3 separate regions of the Rattus norvegicus genome follow, and regions 1 and 3 are each linked to region 2. Evidence: chromatin contacts called from public Hi-C data. All regions are on one chromosome and are shown on one strand. The core of a region is the stretch at or near the end of the contact, and the rest is flanking DNA. Distances in the headings are between cores, read along the strand shown. Region 1 has its middle 110 kb from the start of Chic2. Region 2 overlaps Scfd2 (sec1 family domain containing 2). Region 3 has its middle 100 kb from the start of Lnx1.

The links. Hi-C and Micro-C count contacts between places; a contact is called where the count stands out from the background.
Region 1: a contact with region 2 is called in a Hi-C map of Schwann cells, with 6 times the contacts expected there. The contact joins two enhancer-like sites. A contact is called at or near these places in 6 of 12 Hi-C or Micro-C datasets (the A7r5 cell line, Schwann cells, frontal cortex and 3 more) and 1 of 1 datasets of contacts at active chromatin or transcription factors (oligodendrocytes).
Region 3: a contact with region 2 is called in a Hi-C map of Schwann cells, with 13 times the contacts expected there. The contact joins two enhancer-like sites.

The regions. Positions count from the first base shown.
Region 1 is chr14:33,614,434-33,619,436 of GRCr8, forward strand. No RefSeq gene overlaps it. Among named protein-coding and RNA genes, the nearest start is that of Chic2, 110 kb to the left of the region's middle. Within about 2 kb of position 3,083, at least 41 of the 93 cell types and tissues checked have an H3K27ac peak or open chromatin away from gene starts, as enhancers often do. A contact at or near this core is called in Schwann cells, where this site is marked.
Region 2 is chr14:34,114,535-34,119,564 of GRCr8, forward strand. All of the region lies in intron 4 of Scfd2 (sec1 family domain containing 2), which reads left to right. Among named protein-coding and RNA genes, the nearest start is that of Scfd2, 80 kb to the left of the region's middle. Within about 2 kb of position 1,812, at least 27 of the 93 cell types and tissues checked have an H3K27ac peak or open chromatin away from gene starts, as enhancers often do. A contact at or near this core is called in Schwann cells, where this site is marked.
Region 3 is chr14:33,765,713-33,770,415 of GRCr8, forward strand. No RefSeq gene overlaps it. Among named protein-coding and RNA genes, the nearest start is that of Lnx1, 100 kb to the right of the region's middle. Within about 2 kb of position 3,134, at least 29 of the 93 cell types and tissues checked have an H3K27ac peak or open chromatin away from gene starts, as enhancers often do. A contact at or near this core is called in Schwann cells, where this site is marked.

The DNA of each region.
Region 1 (5,003 bases), core at 1,833-4,332, 500 kb before region 2:
TCCAACAACATTTATGGAAGTGTTGAAACTCATCTTTCTTCCCCTTCCTTCCTCCCTCCCTCTTTCCTTCCTTCCTTCCTTCCTCCCTCCCTCCTCCCTCCCTCCCTCCTCCCTCCCTCCCTCCTTCCTTCCTTCCTCCCTCCCTCCCTCCCTCCCTCCTTCCTTCCTTCCTTCCTCCCTCCCTCCCCCCTTCCTTCCTCCCTCCCTCCCTCCTCCCTCCCTCCCTCCTTCCTTCCTTCCTCCCTCCCTCCCTCCCTCCCTCCTTCCTTCCTTCCTTCCTCCCTCCCTCCCCCCTTCCTTCCTCCCTCCCTCCCTCCCTCCCTCCCTCCCTCCTTCCTTCCTTCCTTCCTCCCTCCCTCCCTCCTTCCTTCCTTCCTTCCTTCCTTCTTCCCTCCCTCCTTCCTCCCTCCCTCCCTCCCTCCCTCCCTCCTTCCTCCCTTCCTTCCTTCCTCCTTCCTTCTCTTCTCTCTCTCTTTTTTTTCATGGTTTGCTTTTCAGTGGAAGTTTGCCCAGAAAGTTGTTTCGACTGACTATCTAAAAGCCAGAACACATTTTGAATATGTCTTCAGAGTCCGTGTTTCCACGTTTTTGAGACGAGGTCTTGAATTCTTCAGCTGTAACTGACCTCAGATGCGAGACCTTCTTGCCCCCACATCCAGAGCACAGAGCTTCAGAGCACTCTCAGAGGCCTTCGATGAGGCTCTTGGACGAGGTGATTTTCCTTACAGGAATAATCCCGGTACACAGCAAATGAGCATCCTCTTGCTCTCCTCCCAGGACTCGCTCACCTTCATATCGGTCCTTATTGTAATATCAGGCTTTCTTGGGTAAGTGGTCAAACCAGTGACAAACAGGCAAGGTCCAGGCAAGCCCCCCGTGCCAAGCCCAGAGCCCGGTCGCCCGGCTGCCCAGCCACCCAGCCGCCCAGCCACCCGGCCTCTAGATGAGGACTATGAGGCTGTGGCTTGGGATAGCAAGATGACCTTCCTGAAGGGTCCTTGTCAGATGCACCAGGCTTCATCTGAAACGCGCCCCTCCCTTTCCAGCCCTGGTTCTCACCGGTGCTTTGGCTAAATCCGTATTGATCACTTATAGCAGCGTCTGAGTCAGCAAACATGTCAACTCCAGAACTCTGACTCTCTTCCTCTAACCTTCCTTCACCTTTTGCTGGCGACACCTCGGGCCCCCATTCCCTCCCCTGTCATTCACTTGGCTGTTAAGTCACTGCACCTTCTCTACTTTTATTTTGTGCCTGTCCCCTGAGCCCTCCCCAGAGACCCCAGTGCGCTCCTCCCCATGGCTTTGGACCACACCGGCCGCCGTTCTGTTGCAGTGTCTGGAGAGAAGTCTAAGCAGCCGTTCCAGACTCTTCCCCTCCCTTTAGTAGGAGCTACAGACTTGCACTTGCCAGCTGACTCTTAACTGGCCCAAGCTCTTACAGCTTGACTTCCTGATGGAGACAGGGTCCCTCCATGTAGCCGAGGCTAGTCCTAAACTTTCAACCTTCCTGTCTGAGCTTCTGGTGTGCTGGGTTTACCGGCATGCACTACCATGCTTGGCTCTCGGAGTCTGGCTTTTTCTAGGCCTGGGAGCCTCTTTCCCACCATCTGTCATCTGTGAGTTTCTTAAAGCCCACTGGTTCTTCTGAGCTCAAGCGCAAGTTTCTCTTCCATGTGCCTTCCTTCCTTCATCCTCTAATCCAGATGCAAACCATCTCTACTTTTGCAATTAATACTTTCCCCCTGTGGACTCTGCTCTGTCTTGTATTACAACTATTAATAGTTTTGTCTGACCCTTCCTTTAAAGCTCTTGGCTATGCTTGGGATTGAACCCATGGCCTTGAGTTCCACCTATGAGTTACAACCCAGTCCTGTGTCTTATTTGGTGCTTCCTTTCTTAAAGGCTAACATTATGTCCTTGTCAGCATTTTTGTGTCTTACAGTAGAAATTTATATGTTGCGCCAGGTTTAATTGAGTTAGTTAGGTGTTAGTGACTGACACCTGTAATCCCGGCACTTGGGAAGCTGAGGCAGGAGGACTCCCAGGAGTTTGAGGTTAATTCTGGGCTGCAGTGACGATTAGATCCTGTCTCAAAACAAACACATGAACAAACAAACCAAAGTAATCTTACACATAGCTGGGCTCAAACATATTCATAGGAAGGAATTACTCTGTAGAAGTGAGTATTTTTCCTTGTCAGCAGAGAAGATTTCAGCTGAGAACAGACAGATGACATGGAGAGCTCAGGATAGGATCTCTTGCTAGGACCTCGTGTGTGTGTGTGTGTGTGTGTGTGTGTGTGTGTGTGTGTGTGTGTGTGTGTGTGTGTTACTTTGAAATGACTGCACATTCTCTAAATACCTCCTGTAGGGAAATCTGCCTGCCTTTCCCTCCTCACAGAGTGATAAAATCTTAGCACAAAGAGAAATGGAAGATAAATGGAGAAATCTGGCTCCCATCTGCAGAACGAATGGTTTCAACTAAAGGATCCATCGAACTTGGGATGGTTTGAGAATATTACACATTCTCTTAAGTTCTCTGAGAAATTTAGCCGAGCAGACCAAAAAACCCCACCAAAACCGAAGCCTCTGGAATAGCTAGGTTTTGTATAGGGAAACGAGTGATTTTTACAGACTCTCTCACTGCTCCCTTGTGGGGACTGCGGCGCCCGGTATCTAATCTACTCCCCACTTCCTGTGTTATGAAATGCTGGGCATAGTTCTGTCTTGGCTCGCTTGTATTGAGCTAGAGCCAAGAGTGGGACAAAAGCCACAGCAAACACTGCCCTCTTTCGTCCGTTTGCGTCTCTGCAGCTTCTCCGCGGGCCAGGCAGGCAAAGGAAGCTTAGAAACACTGAGAGAGCCTTTACTGGTCTTTCCATCTCCGTGGTTTCTCTGTGTGACTGCGAGGGCCTCCGCGACGGGGAACATCTTTATTCTGGTGTCACAAATATCTGAACGTATCCAAGGCTGCCACACTGCGCCAGTCACTCTTGCCTGACGCTTGCTCAGTACTGAGCTCGGAAAGAGTGGGTGTGAAGCCGAAAAAGAGGCTTCATTGTTTGAGGTCTCCCAGCTCTGCTTGGATTGAGCGCTGAGCTCAAGATAAAACCCCAGCAGAAAGTGACACGTCAGCAGCCACAGCGAGGATCTCTCTTATGGTTCCAACCACTCATTTGGAAGAGAAGGGCTTTCTCTTTGTGGCTTGTGGAATTCTTTCCGCATAATTTGATCACGATGCTCATCTGTATGTTGTGTGGGGGATGTTCTGTGCGGCCCCCAAATAGTGCTACAGTGTTTGATCGGATCTGTTGAGGCAATCTGTTGCTGCAAGGCCAGCAAGAGAAAGACATGCTTGTAGGCCAATTTGATTTACACAGGTTTTTGGTGGTTTTTTTTTTTTTTGTTTTGTTTTTGTTTTTTATTTGAATATAACTATGAATCACAACTAGAAATTAAAGATCGGTATGACTTCATTTTTTTGGTTGACTTGAATCATGCTTCTCACCTATTTCTTAGGGTTTGAGGAGTGCAAGGACCACGGGTGAAGAGTCAGAGGAAGGGCTGTGTCACTTAGGAAGAGAATGATCCAGGTAGGAATAGCGTGTGGAATCAGCCATGTGTGAATTTTGTTCCTAAGCTTTAGTTAGCCCAAGTTCCAGTGACTCTAAGTCCTTGACTTCCCAGGACAGCTCTGGAGACAGATATTTGGTTCCACTGTGCCCAGCAAGGAACTTAGGCTTTTCAGAGTGCTTTGATTGGTAGCTTGGGAAATCTTAGATACAGTCTCAGAGACATAAAGCTACCTCAAGGGCTGGGTCCTTGGGGACCTGGGTGTCTGCTGCCCAGTGGAAAGCCTGCAGGGGTGCTACTGCACATTGCAGGAGTGTCACTGTCACAGAAGGAGTGCTGACTGGCTCTTCTGATCTCCAATACCCTCTCACCACCAGCAGATCTCTAAACTATCAGAGTGTAGTCTATTTAAGAAGAAAACATCAGGGAACAAAGCCAAGAGATAGATCCGTTTGTTCTCAGTAAGGGCTTTTGATGGGGGCATTTACACAGGCTTCTGTCCGAGTGCACAGACCAGGCAGATAACGGAAATTTCCAACAAAGGGTTGCCTAGAAGGCTCATTCCTGTAAGAGAAGCCAGCCGGATACCTGGGGTTGAAGTCCGAAGGCTGACGATCTATCTGGTAATTGGACAGAACTCAATCCTGGTCTGCACTGGGTGAAAAGGCCTGGGGGTTGGAAAGATGGCCCATTCAGTGAAATGTATGCTAGGAGAGTCGGGGAGGCCAAAACAGGAGGCTCCCTGATGCTTGCAGGCCTAGCTAAGTGATGAACGTCAGTTTCCCTGGGAGACTGTCTCAAAACATAAGGTGGAGAGTGACTGAGGACACCTTATGGCTTTTATACACACTAAACACACTACATGGGCACTACAAACATATGACTACATCGACATACACAGGCATCACACACACACACACACAAACACACACACGATACATACACGAGATTTTATGCTGAAAAATTATGATAAAACCGAAAGGAAGCAAGTTATAGAGACGCTGTTATCCTCAGGGTTGGTTATAGAGCTCAATACTTAAACATTCGGTGGCTCCTGAAGAAAAAGGCAGTGCCGAGTCAGTCAGTGTGCCTTCCTCAGAAAGATGGGGTTTCGGGCAGGCCAAGGGAAGAAGACGCCCCTCCACTAAGGGGCTAAGGGGCCATTTTTGTTTGTTGTTTTGAGACTTAACTTTGTAGCTCTGGCTGACCCAGAACTCACTCTGTGGACTGGACTATCCTCAGATTAACAGAGATCCTCCTGCCTCATACCCAGCATTAATGGGTAAATATTTAAAACTTAAATTTGTGTGTGTGTGTATGTGTTTGTGTATATGTTTGCACACTTGTGTAGTGTAGTGTAGTGTGTGTGTGTGTGTGTGTGTGTGTGTGTGTGTGTGTGTGAAGCTCTTTCAAGTCTCTCTCTCTAGCTTC
Region 2 (5,030 bases), core at 562-3,061:
TCACCTACTCCAACAGCCGTGCCAGTGAGGTTCGGGTTGGCGAGAAACTAATTAGAAGATGGGACTTTCTAGGTACTCTCCAAATGGCCCAGAGTTTCAAACAGATGTTTTGGGAAAATGCATACCTGCTGCTCTCCCATTAGCCAATTACTCTGTTGCAACTGTCACAGGCCCTCTTTTTGCAATAATTATGAAGAATTATGTCCCATCTGGCAGCTCAAATGTTTAGCTCAATTTGAAGGAAATTTTGTTGTAATTATAGGGGCAGTGTTTCTGTTAAGTCTTGAAAACGAGCCCCTCCCCACTGCAAAAGCTTTGGTGAAAGGTACAGCACACATGGAGGAGGGTCTCATAGAAGCACTAAGCACACACTGTGTATGCACGTACACGTACACACACACACACACACGCACACGCCTGGAGAGCATAAAACAAAGAAATGAGCTGCGTAATGAACCACAACGTAACAAAGTACCAAAGCTTAAAATCTATTGCATTTAAATATGATTCTATGGACTTTTGCTGGCTTACGGAATTTCAAAAAATATTTTGTATTCTTACAGTCCCTTTGTACATTTTAAACCATTAATTTGTATGTCTCTAAAGGCATGATTTTAATGTTTTCCAGTGGAATTGTGAAATTGTAAAAGTTTTTTTAAATTTAACATTTCTTAACACAAGTGGAAAAAAAACAAGTTGAAATTGAAGACAAAGATAAAGAATCGCAAAGACTGGGAGTCTTGATTCTATTTTATTTGTTTAAACCTTCTCTGTCTGTCTGTGTATAGTCTGCATGAGTTTATGTTCTACATGCTCGCAGTTGCCTGCAAAGCGCAGAAGAGGGCGCGGCCCCACCCGACACTAGAGGTGCAGGTGGTTTTGAGATGGCTGATGCAGATGCAGAGGGAGGAACTTGGGTCCTCTGTGAGAGCAGTGAGTTCTCTCAACGGCTGAGCCGCCTTTCTAGCTCCTGCTCTTTCTCTCTTTTTAAGTCAAATAATGAATTATTATTTTATTAACCTTGAAATGTACTTGGATCACCACTGTGTATGTAGATAAAATTGCTATGATATATGGACACGTTTTATTTGGGACCCAGGAAAGGCTTAGCCTCTCCTCGCACCCACTCACAGCTCCAAAGCAGTGTAAGCGCCGGGAAGCGAGCGGGAAGCCAGCGTGCAGTGTGGGCGTTAGTTCCCAGCAGGCCAGTGAGAGCCATCCAGGCAGATGGAAAGACAAAGGTTATTTCTGGAAGATATGAAGACATTTTTGTACTTGTAAATATTTTCTTATTCCATATTTTAAATATTATGTAATTAGCATGGGTCGCATTGACTTGTGTTTTATAAACCAACTCTGCATTTCATTTTAGACCAAGATAAAATATTCATTCTTTTTTTTTTAGCCATCTCCCAATGTGATATTATATTTTCAATAAAGAACATCTGGATATTTGCAATTGTAAAAGTCTTCATGCTTTTGAAATATGACATTCAACAAATAGTTCTCCATCAACAACGGCTAAACAGCAATCAGCCTTGTCTCGGATATTTGGGTAGATTTGGTTTTGTTATTAAAAACATTAGTTTTTCTATCATTTAAAACATCTCAATATGGTATGTAGGTGGTGAGAAAGCAGGTTAGGCTACAAGGGAAAACTCTGAAATTTTGTAATAAATTAGGGTAATTAGGCCGGGGTGGTTAAGGCATAATGAAGAATAATGGGCTGTTTTCCTTTGGTCTGGCCTTGATGCTGTCCAAGTGAGAGCAAGGTGGTGCAACACTGCCCCCTACTGTACGACGTTGCCGATCCCTTTGAAAGGAACTTGGGGGCGGCGGGAGTGGGGGATGGAAGAAACCAACAGCTTGGGGACGAGCCTATCTTCTTACATTTGATATTTTAAAAGTATCGTGGAGAGCAGTGTGGGCCCCTCAGCACAAACACTCAAACAATAGTATAACCATGCCTTCTGTGCTGCAGTTTGCTTTCTTAAGCTGGGGCTGCTGCTGAGTTAACAGATGACACGGTTTTTTTCCCCTGATGGATGGTCCTGGAGGTTTGTGAATGTGCTTTTGTTTCAATTAGCGCTTGTCTCAAGGAATGTTGCATCTTTGAAAAAAAGCACACAGGATATCTTTGAGGCTGGATAGAACAGGGCATTTGTCCATTTTCATGGTAGCTTTAGTATTTTTAATAACAGGACCAAACCTTGAGGTAAAATGTATCAATTTAACCAATCATCCTATCTTGGAACTCACCCAGGCTTAACTGTCTATAACCAACTTTGTCTTATTTTCTGTAGTAGAACACAAATTCACGTGCAGGAGCCCTTGGCACCAATACCATTTACACTTTTTATTTTGATGAAAAGTTGAATTCCTTTTTTTTCCCTTAATAATTTTGATGACATGTCCTCTGCAAATGCATACTTTCGGACATTAAAAAACAAATCGAAAGCCACTTATCGTATGAATCATTGTTAAAGTCAGCTGTAATCCACTGTGTAAAATCTCCCTGTAAAGGCACACAGGCTAGGGGCTTAAACCTGGAGCACATTAAATTAGTTCCAGTCTCTGGCAAACTGGCTTTGCCTGCCTTGCTTAGGCAGGCAAACCGGAAACAGGCAGTTTATAACAAGAAGTCTGCCTTAGAAACCATGGGGTCTATTGGAGAAAGATTTATAACCCCCACTTATATAAACATTACAAATGTGGGCTCTGAGTAGGAGGGGAGCCGTTATCGAAATCTCCCGAAGAGCTTTTTCATTGTGAGTGAAATGGACAGCATGCGCTGTTGTTTGAAGAGCAGCCAGCGTGCCCACAGCGGCCCTCTCCGCGGCTCGGCCTGATTAGAATGTAGCATTGTGAAGACTGACCAGACCTCCTACTTCTAATCTGTTTTCACAGTGAGACTCCATTGGCATCAAACCTAGAGCCAAGGAAACTCTGTGCCAAAGGAGAAAATGATCATTTTTGGAGTTAAAGGAAAAGGAATATAATTATATGAAATCTAGGGTAATGGAGTCCACATCAACTTACACCACTGCCTGAGTTTAAATGATTTTTACATACAAACGCTTTCCTAGATATCATGTTGTCTTTGAGATTGTAATAGAACCCAGATGAGGCTTGAAATATTTGGTCCCATAAAATGAGGAAGGCTGAAAGGAGAGATTAGCATTTGAGATTAGAAAGCTATTTATTTGATACTTCACATATGGCGAGCTGAGGTCCAGGAGCTGCACGTCTGTGTTCTTCTCATTTCGCTTTATCTCATTTGGAATGCCTTGAAACTTTCCACATAAATACACTTTCCTTTGCCTAAATATCTCCAACAGGGCCCTAAAAATCAAATTTTCTTTTTTCTTTTGGGCTTGTTAATAGTAGCTACTGTTTTATGGGTCCAATCCAGGTGACGCTGAATCCACTCTCCTTAGGATCTCTCCAGCCTTCCTGGAAGACAGCTAGCACATCTGTTTTTACCATTTTTAGCTCAGTCCAAACATAAGGTTATTTGGAAAGCACCTTTAAAATAGGGGCTGCTATAAGAAGGAACACAGTGAAAGGTTGTGACTGACAAAACATGAAACCAGGACCCACAAGAGTGTGGAGTTGAATGCCATAGACTGCACACCCATAGAAGGGTCCTCCCGTTCTCTTTGTCTACCAGGCCTGTTGTTGACTTTGATGGCAAGAAGCCACTCCTCTGACTTCAGCCGGTGAGCAGAAATGAAAATTCTGGTCAGGTCTAACATCAGAGAGCAGGCGGACTCAAAGGGAGGCTCTGAGCAGTACCACGCCACTAATACTAATGAGAAGTTTACTGGGTATCATCTTTGAAATTTTTATTATAACATTCTTATTGTTTTTGAGAATTTCATACACCTGTGCAGTGTATGTTGGTCGTATTATTGACCTCATATATCCAGCTTATATACACTGTATCAGACGAGGTGTCTTATGCATGTCTTTACGGTGCAGCAACCCCAGTTTTGGAATGATGAAGCTGAGGTTCCGAGTTCAGGTATATGCTCAGCCACTGCGAGTGGCACTGATTACTGGGGCCAGCTCTTCTGGCTCCTGAGCCCAAGCTCCATACCTGCTCAACCACCACACAGTCCATGTTGAGCCTTTCACTTCTAACGCCATCTGGAATCTTCTAAAGCACTACCCGTAAACCCATGAGTGTCTAGCCTGCTCTCATGAGAGCCTTGGACTTTTTCCTCAGCAGCTCTCTCTGCACAGATGAGAGGTTCGGAACACAAGATGAACTCTTGGTCTCTGAGGATGGGAAGCAAGGCTACTTGTGCACCGGTCATTCAGGTAGGGAATTGACCTATAATCTTTGGTCTGGGAGGCTGATACCCAGACTGGAAGACGTAAGAATATGGATGGGTCCTGTCATCCAAAGGTAGTTTATTATCTGTCCCTTCATGTGACTGAAATGCCCTGCGTCTTTTTGATACTTCCTGGTATGTTCCCATACTGCCACTATGGAGTCCTACCATGAAAGGCCTCCAGTTTTGAATATAAACTGAACTTGTACTGAAGGAAACAAATCTTAACTGCTTATTGCTACTAATTTCTTAATTGAGTAAAATTTAGTAATTTGAGAAATTTGACCCATGCCCATTGATATATGTGGGAAAGAAAATCTATGAAGTTACCATGGATTTTATAATGAATAATGGTCTCTAAAGCAAGCAGCAGTGTACCACTGGCAGTAACTTGTATATCTATAAGGTCTGAAGAGGTTGTGATTGACAGGAGTGAGTTCTTCTTTGCTTACATAATCGAGGTAAACACTGAACACAACAACAAAAAATCCCAAAGGCGTAGGGAAACCTGGTGGTGGAAGAACTGAGGAGGAGAGAGGAAGGGAAAGGGAAGCGCTCTCCACACCCGTGACACCAGAGTTGTACTCTGTAGCTGATGAAAGAAGAAACAAAGGTCCAGCTGGGGTCGGTGTTTGAAGTGTGCTATGCGTGTGTTGTGTCTGTCCGGCTGTTGTATTCTTACCTAGTACAGAG
Region 3 (4,703 bases), core at 1,884-4,383, 350 kb before region 2:
AAGTAGACACATTTCACTGAGTTCAGGCTCCATTGTGTGTGTGTGTGTGTGTGTGTGTGTGTGTGTGTGTGTGTGTGTGTGTGTGTTGGGAGAAGCATGTGTACATGTGTGTTTGTAAATGTCAAAGCCAGAGGGTCAATACCAGGTGTCTTCCTCAATCATCCCCTACCTTATTTTTCAAGAGAGGGTCTCTCACTGAACCCCGAGTTCACCAGTTCAGCTAGGCTGGTTGGCCAGAAATGTCCAGGGTCCTTCTGTTTCCAACTCCCCAGAGTTAGAATTGCCGATGCACTTGGCCTGACTGGGCCTTTGGAGTGGATGCTTCAAATCAGAACTCAGCTTCTCAAACTTGTACAAGAACTTTACCTGCAGGGCCTTCTCTCCAGCCCTCGAAGCCCCCTCCCCCTTTCTCTCCTTTATTGTGTCACCTTCCTAGCCACTGTTTCCAAAGCCCATCCCCGCTGATGTCAACCTGAGTTGTGGATTTCTCTGACCCAGGGTCTCTCCCTAAAGACTTCAGTCAATAGCACACTGGTTAGTGTGTATGTGTGCAAGGTCAGCGGAATTTGCCAGCTCCCATACCATACTGAGGCAGGATCTGCCTGAGGAATTCAAAAGGCATAAACTGGAAAGGGCCACACTGGGTTCAGACTAAGCTCTGCTGATGAAGCAGGGTGTAAAATCCTGGGCAGCCCACAAAACCCAGACTACTACCTTGCATAAGCTTTGGCCTGGCTCAGAGTTTGAACATCCAGCTACTCTGTTACAGTTGGAGTTTGCAAAGCATACACAGGACCACCTGCTTGGTTGGTTGTCCACTGGCCACCAGCTTGTGGAATTTGTTTGAAACAGCTCCCTCTACTGGGCTCCTACTGCCTCTTAACGCTTTCTGTGTCAGCTTTGGAGGAAAATAGACAGATCTGGAAAGTATTACACTAAGTTAAGTAAAAGAGTCAGAAAGACAGAAATCACACGACCTCTCTCTCTCTCTCTCTCTCTCTCTCTCTCTCTCAGATCCTAGCTTATATTGTTTATGTGTGTATACGTATAGAAATGAGGGTGAGTGTGGATAGAGTGACTGAAACAAGAGACCACAAGCAGTGGGGGGGGGGTGCTGAGGAAGGAGTGAGCAGAAAGAAGTAAGCAGAAAGCATTAGACACAGAACAGAAAGGGGTTATGGGAAGTGGGTGGACGGGTGCAAGGGAAGTCAGGCAATGGGCAACAAGAGGGAAGAAACAAAAAGTAAAAAAAGAAAAACAAATACCAATTGTTTTGAAAATGCCATAATGATGCTGGGTGTGGTGGCACAGGCTTTTAATCCCAACACCTGGGAGGCAGAGGCAGTCTTAGACATGGGATGCACACTCCTGTCAGTCAGGCCAGTGTGGTGACTGCATGCCCGCCATCCACTTATGAACCGCACTTAAGCATCATCTGTGTTACGATTCAAATGAGTCCAGTTACTTTCCTCCTTACCACGAGCATCGGGCAAAAGGGAGATCAAAACAGGAAACACTAAGGACAGCTAAGCTGTCAAATATAGTTTTAAATATATTAACCAAATGGGCTTTGCACTATCCCTCCCCAGCCTGAAGTCACTCCCGCAGCTACACAGTCAGCACCTTCTGGGCAACAGCCATCTTCAATAAACTACACTCAGGCTCAGAAGGGAGTGACCCGCCCCAGAGAAGCAGCTGACTCACCCTGTCCCAGTTTCCCCTTCTGAACTCCTGACTCTCCAATCAGATAAATCATGCCTGCTCTCTGGGGGAGACATGAGTAAAGAGCAGGGGGGGAGGCCAGGCATGGTATTAGGTACTGTAGCTTAAGCCTTGCATTCGTGGGGTTTCCAGAGAAGAAAAAGAACGCGGCAATCTCTCCTGGGAAACCACTGTATATACATTTATGCCCCTTCCCTCAGCCACAACACAGATAGCCCCCAATACTCAGCACCCAGACCAAAGCAACACTTCAGTTGGGTTTTCAAAGCTCCTAGGTGCATCTGCCCCAGCCTTCATCATGGCTGCTTTCTCTTCATCTCCCACTATAGAATTCGAGCTCCCAAAAGTCAGGGACCATAGCCACTATTTTAAAATTCACTTCTGCATCCCCAGAGCCTAGGATCAACACACAGTGGATCTCTCAGGACTGTTGGGAATATATGAATGAGTAAAGAATGAAAGAACAGAATCCCATACAAGTAGGCTGCGAGAGTTTGAGCATGAAGTGTCCCGCAAAGAGGTTCATGCACTGAAGGCTTGGAGCTCAGCTGGTCGTGCATTCTGGTAGGTTCTAGAAACCTTAGGAAGCAGAACCTGTCTGGAAGAAGTGGGTCAGATGGGCAAGCTCATGAGAGCTGTGACGAGTTCCCAGCTCCCTCCTCACTTCTGCTGCTTTCTGGTTGCAGGTGTCTGCCACCATGATACCCATTTCACCATAGGCCCATAAAACACAGAGCCAAGTAACCATGGACTGAACCCTTCGAAACCATGAGCCAAAAGAATCCTTCCATTGCAATGTTTCCCTAAGGTATTCTGGTTATGGCACCAAAAGTTCTAACACATAGGTCCCCCCACTCCCACCCATATATGACATTTGACTCTGTCTAATGGTAAAGTTGCTTCAGTTCTAAGGGCAGGAGTGTGCCATCCTAAATCCAACATCCCAGAGGGACTCAAAGTACAATTGAGATCGGAACAAAAATCTTCAGAAAGCTAAGAGTTCCCAAGTGACGTGAGCCCTCCCTGCTCCCTGCAGCCTGGCACTGGCCCTAGCCCGAGTGCTGGCCTCTCACAGGCCTCTTCTTATCTCTTTATGATTTCAACCCTCCTCTTAGTCTTAGGCTCAGGGCTAAAGACTACATCTGGGAGGCTCTAACCCAGAGAAACACAAAGACCTCTTTCAAAGTATTGAAAAAAATATAATCTCATCATTCCCCCAGTATTAGTCATACTTTTTTTTTTTTTCCTGTTGTCAATAGCATGTTGGCCATTTGGGGTCTCAAAGACCACATTAGGATGAACACTGGATGCTGTGTTTAATTAGGAGGGCAAAAGATAGAGTAGCTTGGACTGTGAGTAGAAAGAAAACCAAGAGGAGGAGCTATGAGCTCTGGCAGATGTTCTCTGAGCCATCAGTTACTCCCAGCTCAGCCTCATCCCAGGGTTCCACCCCCACCATCCCACTGCTGTAGCAATTCTGACTAGTCCTATCAGATTAAACAAAAGGAAACACATCAAATGATTTCTATAGTACCTAAGCATATAGTCAGTATCCGGCACCAGGATTTCTGAATCGTAGATATTGCTTTACTGGTTTTTGGGTTTTTTTTTTTTTTTTTTTTTTTTTAGATTTGTTTGTAAGATTCTAGAGAGAGGCAAGTGGCCAAGGAGAAAAAGATGATTAACAGTTTCCAGGGACCCATGCTGAAGTGGTATAGCTGGAGTGGCCCCTTACTGGGGCACAGATGTTCGAGCCTCCAGATGTTCACGCTAGACTGGTTTTCTGTCGCACGAAGGAGCTGAAACCCAAACAGGGTCTGGGAAACTTGTACAAGCACAGTCAGTCAAGAGTGCTGGCATCGGTCTTAAATCATTGCAAATAAAAACCCAGGGAAATCTCCCGCTGTAACCCTAGAAAGCTTGCTTCGGGTTTCTCCACCTTACACAAAGGAGTAGGAAAAGGAAGAAGTGGGGAAAGGGGAGGAGAGGAGAAGGAAGGAGGAAGAGGAAGAGGAGAGAGAGACAAAAAAGGGAAGATGGAGGAAAGAGGGAAGAAGGAGGTAGGGGGAGGAACTCTTTAAACATTCCTACCCCAACTTCCTGTCTCCTGGAGAGAGGAGACACGTCCCTTAGTCAGCAGCCATCATGAGGTCTTAGAGGGATGCCTTGTGTCTGGGCTACCATGGGCAGCCACGGAGCCTTGCTTTTTGGTCCTAGGGGAAGCAGTCCCCTGAGGAGGCTGCAGTGTGTCTACAAACGTGGTTCAGTGAGGGCAGTAGTTTGAACACATGCGGAACCACTAAGAATGACAGAGTCTAGCCTCGGGGCTATTTTAGGCCAGATCCAGAATTGGAGTCAGTGGAGATTTTGTTTATGTAACATCTGCTCAAGACTCTTTGGAGCAAATAACCCGGGCTTCCAGGCCTGCGCTCGCTCAACGAGCAGGGGCGTGGCTTCGAGCTTCCTGTTGTTCTTGGCGCTGCTTCCCTGCTGTTGTGGCTCCTCTCCGGGGCTGTTTGCTGCCTCCTAGGCTCAACGCAGTAGCCCTCTCTTCAGATCCCTTTCTAGGGTCAGGATAGCCTGTAAGTAGCCATGAAGCTAGAGGAGATGGTACCCCAGGCACTACGCTCCAGAGAGTTGCTTCCTGGCCCCTTGTCAGCCTCCTCCTGCTCCGTGGTGTCCCCCGCCCCCTACACATCCTCTTAGTTGAGCAGCTTTCAAGACAGGTCGGGAATGCCAGATAAACGATTCTGTTCTGCATTCTGCAAGTACGGATCTGAATCGTGATCCGCACCTGACCGTTGCTACCTGGAATTGTCCTTACCTGAGAAGCATGTAAACAGGACTGTTTCTTGGTGTCCTCCTGAGATTGACTCCAGTCCCCAGTGGATACCGGGATGTTAGGATGCTCAGGTACCTTCTATGAAACGGACAGTGTTTGCATCAAACCCACACGATCTCCTGATTACTTGTAGCACACA